3 separate regions of the Mus musculus genome follow, and regions 2 and 3 are each linked to region 1. A link is a contact called in public promoter capture Hi-C data. All regions are on one chromosome and are shown on one strand. Each heading gives the region's core, a stretch centred on a gene start, on an enhancer-like site or on the middle of the called end of the contact. The rest is flanking DNA. Distances are from core to core; before and after follow the strand shown. Region 1 holds the start of Orc5 (origin recognition complex, subunit 5). Region 2 holds the start of Fam185a (family with sequence similarity 185, member A). Region 3 holds the start of Lrrc17 (leucine rich repeat containing 17).

Region 1 (4,114 bases), core at 713-3,212:
GAGACATAAATTTTTAAAATAATTTCAGGTATCATTTCATAAGCAAAAAGGAAGCTCATGACTTTTTGTTTTTCTTTCTTTCCAAAGCTAGATGAAATCTGGAATCCCATCACACTTGTATACATCTACTCTTTGGAGCCTACTACAGTATTCCCTGCCCATACAAGCTTCCATTGCCGTGATTAATAGCATGCTCAGAGGCGTCCTGTGGAGGAAAGGGTTTACTTCAGCTTGACGGTTATAGTTCATCATGAAGGAAAGTTGGGGCAGGAATTCCAGGCAAGAACCTAGAAGCAGAAACTGAAGCAGAGGCCACGGAGGAAGGTGTCTTAATGACTTACTCAGCTTGCTTTCTTCCCTGGAGTTGTACCATTCCCAGTGGGCTGGGCCCTCCCACATCAATCATTAATCAAGAAAATGTCCTACAGACTTGCCTACTGACTATCTGTTGGAGGCATATTTGTTTTCAGTTATGTTCTCTCTTCCCACGAGGGCAAAACTAACCAGCATGCTCCCCTTTTAAACAACGTTCACATTGTCACCTAGAGTTGAAATGAACTCTGACTCCACTGTCACTTAACTTTTCCCCAACATGTGCCACAAGACTGAATCTGGCACAGTGCCACACACAGAGCCAGTGCTCAGAAAATACACACTTGCTAAACATATAAATTAGTCTTCTACGAGCATAGCTAGCTCTTTTTTCTTCTGTAGCTATTTGCTATAGTGGTTCTTTGTATTTCCCACATGCAAACTTCCTTGAAGAAAAATATTGTTTTTGTTAGATGTAGTATTAAATAAGAGCAAAGGTGAAGCCTTTTCTGGGACCCACTGCTAAATCAGCCCTACCTATCTTATTTTGCTAATAAAGTATTCCTCAAAAAAAGAGGAGTACTTTTGGTTAGAATAATCTGGGTTTATCAAGTCCAATGAAGGAATGTACAGAGCATAAACAATTATACATTTCAATAATATAGGTAACTATAACTGAAAGCATTATAACTAGGAACTACAGATGCAGCTGACCTCTAGAATTGCTAACATGACGCCTTTTAGATGGAGGGAAGTACTTTTCCATGACTATTTCATCTGCCACCACAGACGCACTGGATCCGACACTCTGCTGGATGAAAGTACATTTCTAAAGGAAGACTAAATGGCTATTTGTATTTGCTCATCTCCCAGATAAGATCCAAGTGCAATCAATTCTAATTAATGAGCACAATGCAAGGCAACTGAGAGAAATGAATGTTACTTCAGCCTGTGTTCACTTCAGAGGCTAACCTCTCCCCTCTAAATCATCTCATCTGGTCGGCAGGGAGAGAAACCCAAGCGAGACTTCTCCTGGCTTTTATAATTCTAGAAAAGCTGAAGGATTTTAAAGGCTAAACCACAGCGTTACCCTAATTGGCCTTGAAGCCAATCACCTCTCTGTATTTGACCCAATCTATACCTCACTACAACGGGCGAACTGGCGTTTAGTAAACACTCTGCAAACAGACTTCCTACCCAAACCCTGTTCTGCAGCAACTTGCAGTAGCTATTTGGGGCTCACATAATCTCCAAAGTGTGGTCCAAGTAAAAGGAGCACTTCCTAGCCGACGTCCTGTAGAGCAGGCCAGCTCTTCCTCTGCAGTCTCCTTTAAAATAGACTGAGAAGTTTCTTTGGGTAAGTGTGGGGCAGTCATACCGCACCTCCATCTTAACATAAGGGGGATAGCCTACCGCCTCGCAATCCACACAGTACTCCCCCCAAACGGAACGGATCCAGGACGCATTCGCCTCTGGCATTTGGGAAGCAGTCTGACTACAATACCTCTCCAAACAGGGACTGCAAAGTGGACACTTGGGCCTCTCGACAGAGGACCATGCTCTCCAAGTGAGACATTTTGGCGGGCACCACCTGATACTGCAGAGCAGTTGGCCTCCGGTCAGCCCTGCGCCACTCAGGCGTGGTTCACGTAGAACAACCGCAAGCTTTCCGGCCGGAAGCCTGGGCTGGGGGCGGAGCCAGCGCGGTCGAGTGACGTCAGGGAGCCGCGCGACAACGTGGGCCGCTCTAGTCTCCAGGCGGCGGTGCTCAGTGGTCGGTTACTGGTAAGTGGTTATCGCTTCCCACTCTGGCCTGAGCTTTCCAGCCTGAAACCCTTACACAAGCTGAAGGGCGACCTGGGGGCACCTCACCGCCCACCTTCTGTGTCTTCAGTTCCCTCCAGAAAGCCGCACACATAAAAGTACCGACAGAAACGAGTATTCTTTAAAAAAAAATTGGTTTTCCTCTGGCAAGAAAGTGGACAATGGGAACTCTGTGGAACTAACTAAATAAAATCATTTGTTTGTCTTTGCAAGCTTGAAACTAGATGTGGAAGTATTCGAGTGTTAGTGAGGGTAATCAGTAAAATTAACGTTGTCCTTGCACATTTATAGGACACCTGGAAGAAGAAAAGCCTTGAAATGAAAGAATGTATAGGAATAAGAAAATTCGTGTCCAAAGAGAGGGCTTTGGGTCCTGAAAAAAAAATTTGGTCTGGAAACATTGACTCAACTTTTTCTGAATTTTGAGATGTTGGGAGAATCTTTGAACCGTTTATTTATAAACTTCCTTATATAGAACATAAGGACTATAGTAGAGTATTTTTAAGAATAAAAGATAATGTACGCAGTGTCTGCTACACATAGATTTCATAAACAGTGCAAAAAGACAAGGAAAACACGGCACCCATATTAGAAAGAGGCCCATTATGTATTATTGAACAATACAACTGCCTGTGGAGGAAATCTAATTACCACACACACACACACACACTTTGGTTCCAAAGTGGTTGTACAAGTTTGAATTACTACCTGCAATGAAGAAGTATTCCCCTTACTCCACAGCCTCTACCATAAGTAGTTAGTGACAATCCTTTCCCAATCTGTAGGCTGCTGTTTGGTCCTGTTGATAGAGCCCTTTGCCTTACAGAAGCTTTTCAGTTTCATGAGGTCCCATTTATCAATATTTGATCTTAGAGCCTGAGCCACTGGTGTTCTATTCAGGACATTTTCCCTATGCCAGCGTGTTCATGGCTCTTCCCCACTTTCTCTTCTATTAGACTCAATGTATCCGGTTTTATGTTGAGATCCTTGATCCACTTGGACTTGAGGTTTGTGCAAGATGATAAATATGGATCTATTTTCATTCTTCTACATACAGACTGCCAGTTAGACCAGCACCATTTATTGAAGGTGCTTGCTTTCTTTCTTTCTTTCTTTCTTTCTTTCTTTCTTTCTTTCTTTCTTTCTTTCTTTCTTTTTCACTGTATAATTTTGGCTTCTTTTTCAAAGATCAAGTGTTCATAGGTATGTGAGTTTGTTTCTGGGTCTTTGATTCATTTACTTTGATCTGTGAGTCTGTTTTTGTATCAGTATCACACAGGTGTTTTGTATCACTGTTGCTCTTTATTACAGCCTGAGGTCAGGGACTGTGACTCTTCTGGAAGTTCTTTCATTGCTCAGGATTGTTTTGGCTCTCCTGTGGTTTTTGTTTGTTTGTTTGTTTGTTTGTTTCTTATGAAGTTGAGAATTGCTTGTTCAAGGTCTATAAAAAATTGTGTTGGAATCTGTAAATTGCCTTCGGTAGGATGGTCATTTTCACTATTTTAATCCTGCCTATCCTTGAGCATGGGAGAGTTTACATCTAACTGATATCTTCTTCAATTTCTTTCTTTAGGGTGTTGTTTCCCTATTTTTTTTCTCAGACAGTTTATCATTTGTGTAAAGGAAGTCTATTGATTTCTTTGAGCTAATTTTTTATCCAGCCACTTTGCTGAAGTTGTTGATCAGCTGTAGGAGTTCTTTGCTAGAAGTTTGGGGATTGCTTATATATACAATCATATTGAGAGGCCAAGCATACTCCATATTGGGACTGGACTTGATCTAAAAGAAAAAAAAGTTTAAGCACTTGATCTGTAGCTGAACCCAAGTACCAGGAAGGACTCCATGGCTTTTCCTTGGACATGAGTTCCTCTGGTTCCAACCCAGCTCAAACCGGTCAAGTCCAGTTCAGTCTGGTTCAAACCAGTTCATTCTGGCATCCACCGCCCACCACCAAGTCTTGCACATTCCTTTGCCCTCT
Region 2 (4,114 bases), core at 794-3,293, 1.1 Mb before region 1:
GTAATCCTATAATCTCACTTATTGAAAAAGAAGAAGAAGAGAAAGGTTTTAAAGAAGTTTCTTAGAGAAATCCTTTGAGGCATAACATGAGAGTCAGCAAAAGAGTGACTCTGGAGCACTTCTGCTAAGTCACTTAGGGCAAGCTCAAGGGAGCTTACACCTGTGCTCTTGGGTGTGTCTCTTTCTCTCCCTGTGTGATCAGTCACCTCTAGCAACCCCTGTGCTCTTAAACCCTTGTTTAAAATCTATTTTAAATCAACCCTCTTTCACATTAGCTTCTCCCAACATTTTTTTTCCAGCAAAGTCAAGGACAGGTTTCACCTTGGTGGAGGTCCTCAAGGATAGGGGCCTTCTTCTCAGATGGCTGACAGCAGGGCAGGGCTGTCACTGCCACCACCACTACCATAGTCTTCACTAAGAGAACAACATGGACGCTGGGGAGGACTTTAGCCTAGTCTATCTATCCATCTGTCACTTCAGGTTCAAAGAATTGGGGTCCCATATTTGGCTGAGAGTTTTGATCTTTAAAGGTATCATTTTATTTACTTATTGTGTATTTTATTTGTCACAACGTTCTCCGTATATAGTCCAGGTGGGCCTCAGATTTGAGATCTTTCTGCTTCAGCTTCCCAAACTCTGAAAACTTACAAGTGAACACCATCACACTGGACTTGCAATTAGTTAAATCTGTATGTAAGGAATTTAGGGAATTATTTGTAGAATGGGGAGAAGAATAGGCAAATATGGCTGAAATAATGTCCACACCCCCCATTTCCCATTATCTTTACTGCCTACTGAATAATAAAAAAAAGAGTTAACTTATAGAGTTATTTAGCACAGTCTGTCTTATATCAAAACTGAAGAAACATTTCTTGTGCCATAGATAATACAACAGGACCAGGAAAAAATTCTGACATCCCCTAACAAGTCTTATGATCCAGAGAGAGAGAGAGAGAGAGAGAGAGAGAGAGAGAGAGAGAGAGAGATTTTATTTTACCATTAAGGCCAAGGACCAGTTGCAGGGAAAGAGATCAAGACTGTCCTCTAACCAAGTTCAAATGTCTCCAAATCTCTTAGCAACGTAGACATATGCCATTCCTAAAATACTTTGTTTTGTATACTGTGCACTGCTTTGTTGTCCATTGTTTCATTTGATAAATGTGGTAAAAACGAAAAAAAAAACTTCTACACAAGACAAGGAAGATAGTGTCATCATTTTATAAGCAAATAGTAAAACCCAAAGGCATCCAATGACTGGCCTAAGATTACTACTTACAGTTAAGAAAGAGCCAGAATTCTAACACTTTTTCTTTTCCTTTTTTTTCTTTTTTCTTTTTCGAGACAGGGTTTCTCTGTATAGCCCAGGCTGTCCTGGAACTCACTCTGTAGACCAGGCTGGCCTCGAACTCAGAAATCCACCTGCCTCTGTCTCCTGAGTGCTGGGACTAAAGGCGTGCGCCACCATACCTGGCTTCTAACACTTTTTCTATCTAGTATTTTTTACCTAAGTGGGAGTTCCCTTAAAGGACAGAGAAGGGAGAAAGCAACAGAACGTGTCTGTCCTCTCATGCTAAGGTCTCTTGTGAGGGGGATTCTCTATTCCCAGGGAATCCACATTAGTTTGGTGACCTTTGGTTCTAACTACCTAAAGAAAGTATTCCTAACTTTGAATCTGATTCCCATCTATAAACATGCTGTTTCTTACCCTTTCTTTTGGTCCTGATCCTTGTTTAAACTCTTATTTTTCTCCGTGTGTTTTGGTCCCTGGGGTCTCACTTCAAAACTTCACCCTCTCCTAAGAGTCGCGTCCTTGGTATCCAAAGTAACCACAGCTGAGTTTATCCCGTCCCTTCTACTCTTCCTATTGGTCAGTTACATTAACTTTTTTTCTTTCTCTGCTCTCTTGGCCAATGGGCTTGAAGCAACGGGAAAGCAACGAGGGGGGAGCGGGGGCTCCTCTACCAATCGGCTGTCAGTCTGTGTATTCAGCGCACTGTCTCCTGGGATATGTAGTTTCACAGTTACCAGAACACCTTGATGTTTGGCTCCTTTAAAACTACATATCCCGATGGCCTCCGCCAAAGGGGCGGAAATAGGTGACTTGTCCAGGTCAGGGTTTCAACTAGGCTCTTTGAAGTTTTAACTTTCCTACCGGGATTTAAGGCGTTAAGTACTGTGCTGGGGGCCTGGCTCGTTCTTCCTTGGCGGAGCCGTGCATGCTGTCCCCTTCGTGACTGACCCGAGGCAGCTCGTGGTTCTTGTGGTCCCGGGACCAGCGAGCCAAGGCTGAAGCGTTCCAAGGGAGAGCATGTTCGGCCGCCTCCCTCCTTGCGCGTCCCGAGTGCGGGCGGGCGCCTTGGTCGGAGCTCTCGGGGCTCGGACTTGCGGCTCCAGTGGGGCGCAGCGGCAGGGATCAGCGCCCGATGACTCTGGGGCCGGCCTGGCGCGTGGGGCTCTGAGGGAGTGGACGCTGCAGGTGAGCCCGTTTGGGCGACTGAGGGCGCGGCTCCCTTGCCACCTGGCCGTGAGGCCCCTGGATCCCCTTGCGCACCCGGATGGCGACCGCGTGCAGGTGGCGGTGTGCGGCGTGGAGCACGTGGCGCGCGGCCTGGACAGCCTGCAGGTCAAGTATGATGCTGATCGGCAGGAGATGGCCATTCTGTCGGACGACATCGACCCCCAGGCGTCGGTGGAGGTGAACGCGCCCGTCAAATTTGGCAAGTGAAGTGAAAAAGGGTTTGGGTCACAAAACTAATAGTGTTTAAGCGTTGGGTTTCCAATTAAGGAGGAAAATTAAAGCCGAGTGGAAGCTTGTATTGGAATAATCTGAGTCTAATTACATTGTGGAGCCATTAGCATCACAGTCATTAGCATCGTTCAGGGTTGAGGTTTCTTGATAACTATCCAGTGGTTTGGTAGCCCACATCTCGGGGCTCTGGTCCCTCGTCAGCTCTATGTATAGATGCTTCCAGCTAATCTAGAAAAACAAAAACAAAAACAAACGAACAAAAAACCTTGCTTTCCAACAGGTACCCAGGTTGGTAGATGTCTATTCATTTAGGCATAAGTAAATTCTCTGCGAATACAAACTTTGAAGCAAGACACATAGTTAAGACTGTCTGGGGAAATTCATAATAGTACCTGCAAAACGTATTTCTTAGGCATCTGAGTCCCGTTATTTTATTTCCCAGATGCAAACCGCTGAGCACACATACTTTTCTAGAAAGGGTTCTGGGGCTCTCATTCTTCCTGGAACTGAAGGATGGTGTTGCTGATGATAGCAATAGCACCGTTTACCTCTTCTAAAATTATTTTATATTAACCCTCACAGTTGCTCGGTAGGGTGGATGCTTTTGTCACCGTTTCAGATGAGGACATTGAAGTAAAGGAAGTATAAGATACATACTGTGACTGAACAAACAAAGGCCCCGTGCGTGGTGACATTATGAAATTTGCTTCCTTAGGTGTCTTTCCACCTTAAATACAAGTAGGCAGGGCTAGGATGTGAGCTGTTAGGCTTCGTTGCTTCTCAACTTCTAACTAGCCTAAATGAATAAGAGACAGTGCCTCCAAATTTTAATACTCTGAAGTGCCGGTGGGGCTTTACCACAGTGCAGAATAAAATGGGAGTCAAAGGAGAGAGAGGCAAAACTTAAAACAGCCTCTCTGAGATGGGTATTACCTCTCCCAGCGATCCCAAATTACCTCACTGCTTCTTTTTAAAGCCAGGGGCTTATTTTCAGGGTACTGCCTCGATTCCATAGGCCCCTCAAATCTACATCGCTGATTTTATTGATAGTTGTTCCTCCAGCTTGTGATAGAGTGTCCCAGTGGATGTCCCATTACTACTCCTGTGTTAACCTTAATTCCCCGCCCTCCTTCCCAGCAACAGAGTGTGTTTAGCATCCCTTCGCTTACCTGTATAGTTGTCAGCTCTGCCTTGTTTCCTGCCATATGACAAGGCTCAGGTGGGCAGGCAGTTCTGCTTGTGTCAGTGCATGGCTTTCATGCACTCTCAGTTCCTCTCAGTGCATGTTGCTGATTTAACCCAGTGCCAAGCAGTGGAGGGCACTTATACTGTAATGATTAAAGTTGTGGCAGTGGGTCCCAACAA
Region 3 (4,114 bases), core at 832-3,331, 1.0 Mb before region 1:
ATTCTTACACATTCAGACCAAATTTAAATAGCAACTGAGGCCACACAGGCAATGCATTAGATGAGATCACTGTCTGTATAATCACACATACATAAGAACATTATCAAACAGAGGCCAGGTTGCAAATGAAGATGCAAGCATGCCCCGGCTCAAAGGGAAACGGCTGACTCAGCTCCAGTTCACTGCTACCATAGTGGAGTGCACCCCCTACAATATGAATATCTCTAGCCTTTGGTTGCGCTTATTTTTTAAATCTAGGTATGTGTGTGTGTGTGTGTGTGTGTGTGTGTGTGTGTGTGTGTGTGTGTGTGTGTGAAAACCCTACAATTTTAAACATTAGCTCAGTTTTCAATGACAGATCAGGTATGTTTGGCAGTAGAGCACAGAATCTTACTTGGACTCTACTGTATCTGCTAATAACTGCCTAGAGAGAGAGAGAGAGAGAAAGAGAGAGAGTGTGTGTGTGTGTGTGTGTGTGTGTGTGTGTGTGTAGATGTGTGTAGATGTGTGCATGTGTATGTATGAGTATATATGGGAATGAGTGTGCTTGTACATGTTTGTTCATGTGTGTACGTGGGGCGGCATGAATGTGTTTGTGTGTGTGCATAGACAAGTTTATGTGTGTTGTGGCCACAATATGCATGTACACAACATAAGGCCTACTGTGGGAGACTGTTTAAGGTGAGATGCAGGGAAAGTGCTAAAACACTTACAGTTAGCAAGTTTGGCTGGAGGAATTTTTTGAGCACACAAATTTCTCTCTGTACTTAGAAACACTTTTCTCTGTGGTAGGGGGGGTCTGTGTTTCCTAGGGTCTCATCTGAGGTAGTGTTCTACCCTCCCACAGATGAGACACTATCCTCTTTGATGAGATTGTGTCAAAGGGACAGCTCCCAGATCTGGGAGAAAGACATTCCTAGGCTGTAAAACCATAACAAAGCTTTTTAAAGCAGCTGCTCTCAACGGAAAGCAGAGAAAGAATGTACAATTCCTACAGTCCCAGGTTTTCTTAATAAGTACTTTAGAGACATCAGATGGCCAAGGTCAAAAAGCTATCAGAAATCCAGCCACAATGAGGAAAACAAGGGTACTTCCAACTTAAGTCCTGGTTGGTACTAATGCACGTCTGCACGCTAGTTCACGGAAGTATCCATTCTGTACATTTATTTCAACCTTAGACAAGTCTTCTCTTCTCACCTCTCATACCTAGAACACTAGGAAGTCATGTTCAGGGAACAGTGCAGCTGCATAAGAATTCCTTGCCCCGTGGTGTCCGCCTCCAGGTGCTTATCATGTGACCTACACCATAGGCTTCTAGGCAAAACTGGCCGGTTTATTCTACCACTTGGAACTTTGGTAAATGGGCACAAAACCCTCACAAGGAATCCACTGTATAAAGAGTGATGTCTCACCTAACACAAAAACAGCTCAATCATTGGCAACTACAGCTAGCTGGTTGTGGTTAGACATTTATTTTAACCAGCTCTCACCTGTGTGGCATTATGAAGAACATAGTATACTACTGAAGACATCAATATTGAGACACGAAGAAATGGGAGAAAATTGGTCACAGGAAGGATAGCTTAAGTCTATGGAAACTATAGATAGCAGAAGGAACTGTGGAAGAAGTAGCGAGTGCATCTGAATGCCATATATTTCACATGACTGCCTGCCCAACTTCCCCAATCCCTGTCCCTTCATCTTCAAACAGTTTCCCACCCGAATCTCACATCTTTGTAATATTTAGGATATGTATGTAATGCAGTTTTAAACATTTACGGTCCTTTATGTGGGACTTCTATTTCTCACATTTATTGCTTGTAGCATTTTACCCAGAGAAAAGCCCACGGGGGACCTAACTGCCTTGTCAGGAATCCTGTGTATCCCACCCCATTTGTTTGTATCTTAGTGGCTCTATAAAGTTTTGGAGATTTGGACTCTGCCCTCAAACTGTTCTCAGAAGTGGTCCGTTTCATCATCCAATGAGCTCTGCCTGTTTGTTGATGTGACGCGCCTGTGGACAGAAGCCAGGCGCCTATAGTAGCAATCCTGGAGAAAATTGAAGCAGCTGTGGCCATGTAATTTAAAACCTCAGCAGAGTGTTCTGTGCTCCACGCACAGCATTAGTGCAACATGAGGGCTGGATGCAGCTGGCTCTCGGGAGGACGTCCTCGCCTGCTGCAGGACAGAGAAGACTGAGACTGGGAGGCAAACCTGGGTGCAGCCGGAAAGGTCCAGATAGATGAGCTTGTGGCATCCGTTCCCCAAGTTCAGGTACTGTAAGCCTTTGTCGGTGAACTTTCGGCAGTAAGCCAGACTGAGGTTCTGTAAGTTGTGGAAGTACCTGGGGCGATGGGGCAGAGAGGGGAGGAAGGAGAGTCAAATACTTAGCTTTTCTCAAGTCTTTCTTGAGCCACTATGACAAAGAGACCGAAAGCTGTATTCATCGTGCACTCTGCTTGCAGATGTTCGGCAGTTTTACAGCTGCAGTCTCTCTTGCTGTTACGTGAAGGGGGTGTCAGTGATAGAGAAGATAATGCATGGCTGCATGTCAAAGGGAAAGAAAGGCTATCTGGGAGGATTCCATGAAACTTGATGGGGTAACACTTTTCTTGGCTGGAGGGTGGGTGGAGTCTTGCATGCATATTATTTGAAAGTCTGTTGCTGAAACCCAAGTTAGAGTTTACTCTCTAGTTTTTAGCTCTTACCTTTGCCAAACTACTACATGAACTGTTGAGAAAGATAAACATTTCATAAGCATTTTATGGAAAGTAGCTGTTCCATCATGGTGAGGAATCAGGGCAGAAAGAAGACAAAACCTTACGCAGCAAGCTAAGTGGGCAACACTTGAGACAAATAAAAAATGGGTCTGATTAAAAAAATGATTTAAAAGCCAGAGATTTCAACGTGCATGGCTTTGTGAGTAATGATGTCCTTAGGATAATTAAAAATAACGGTTCAGACTGATATGTACTCAGGAGTTAAACATAGGCTAAGAACATCGAGTAGCTAAGTGGGCAACACTTGAGACAAATAAAAATTACACAGGAGGCTGTCAATCTCACTGGAGTTGGAACAGGAAAGATGCCATTACCACAATGACCAAAATGAGAGCTTCCAGAAGAAAGGGGACCGGGCGGGCATGGGTTGGTTTAGGATGTGTCTGTTCCACCACGTAAGGGCTGGCATTTTCAGGACACTCTGTGGACAAGCTTCTAAGCCCTCCTCAGCATGGCATTCTTTAAAAATGTAAGGATTCTTGCTGCCTCCTTGTGCAATAACTACCAATACGCTCTTAGTCTGGAGTCTGCAACAGCTTAGCGGCCATCGAGTACTCTAGAAGGAGGCAGAGAATGCCCCTCCACCTCTCCTGATGCTTGCAAAGCAAGTTTATCTTAACATAAATGTGAAATAAGATATGCAACCCTTGCCCATAGGTTAGATTTAGCCCTAAAATCAAAACTCAAGTCTATATGATTTAATGGCTCTATTCCGAGGTGAGTTACTGATTGAGAACACACGTTCCCCTCTGGGAATAGCTGTGTGCATGAGATTCCACAGAAGAGCCAAAGCAGCTTTTGGACCACAGTGGCAGTGGGCTGGACCTGGAAAGAGAGAACTCGCTAACATCCAAAGACACACCCCTCTCCTCAGCCCCCCAGTGGACTGAGAATGCTTTCTCTCTCTTTCTCTCTCTCTCTCTCTCTCTCTCTCTTCTTCTTCTTCTTCTTCTTCTTCTTCTTCTTCTCCTTCTCCTTCTCCTTCTCCTTCTCCTTCTCTTTCTCCTCTTTCTCCTTCTCCTTCTTCTTCTCTCTCTCTCTTTTCTCTCTCCTCTCTCTCTCTCTCTCTCTGAGCTTGGGGTGCCATTTCTCATAACATTGCTTTAATGTAGAGATAGAGGGTGGTGAGACAGACAGTACACACCATGAAAAATACACAAGAATTTGGACTCTGACCAAACTGAGTTATAATCAGAGTCTTAATGCTTTTACTATAACTTCCCTATCCCAGTGAGGATTGCTTTCCTGGCTGCCAAGTGAAGACAATAGTCTTTTGTTTAGGAGTTCCCCTTTTGACAAGCCCTTAGCAAACTCTGGAGCTTAAGGCTTTTCTG

What was found. Promoter capture Hi-C pulls out the DNA fragments that hold promoters and counts their contacts.
Region 2: a promoter capture Hi-C map of pre-B cells shows a contact between it and region 1, with 6 times the contacts expected there. The contact joins the promoter of Fam185a here to the promoter of Orc5 in region 1. A contact is called at or near these places in 4 of 39 promoter capture datasets (cranial neural crest, hippocampal neurons, liver and 1 more), 1 of 484 Hi-C or Micro-C datasets (CD4 T cells) and 2 of 115 datasets of contacts at active chromatin or transcription factors (astrocytes and pancreatic cancer cells).
Region 3: a contact with region 1 is called in a promoter capture Hi-C map of pre-B cells, with 3 times the contacts expected there. The contact joins the promoter of Lrrc17 here to the promoter of Orc5 in region 1. A contact is called at or near these places in 3 of 39 promoter capture datasets (cranial neural crest, hippocampal neurons and pre-B cells).

What each region holds. Positions count from the first base shown.
Region 1 is chr5:22,548,376-22,552,489 of GRCm38.p6, forward strand. It overlaps Orc5 (origin recognition complex, subunit 5), which reads right to left and starts at 1,963. Exons shown (of 14, transcript NM_011959.3): 1 at 1,817-1,963. The coding sequence starts at 1,888. 6030443J06Rik (RIKEN cDNA 6030443J06 gene) reads left to right here and starts at 2,038. Exons shown (of 3, transcript NR_102315.1): 1 at 2,038-2,097.
Region 2 is chr5:21,422,860-21,426,973 of GRCm38.p6, forward strand. Fam185a (family with sequence similarity 185, member A) reads left to right here and starts at 2,044. Exons shown (of 8, transcript NM_177869.4): 1 at 2,044-2,717. The coding sequence starts at 2,309. Ccdc146 (coiled-coil domain containing 146) reads right to left here and starts at 1,818. Exons shown (of 19, transcript NM_029195.1): 1 at 1,706-1,818.
Region 3 is chr5:21,541,446-21,545,559 of GRCm38.p6, forward strand. Lrrc17 (leucine rich repeat containing 17) reads left to right here and starts at 2,082. Exons shown (of 4, transcript NM_028977.1): 1 at 2,082-2,274. It overlaps Fbxl13 (F-box and leucine-rich repeat protein 13), which reads right to left. Exons shown (of 21, transcript NM_001199632.1): 12 at 2,215-2,344.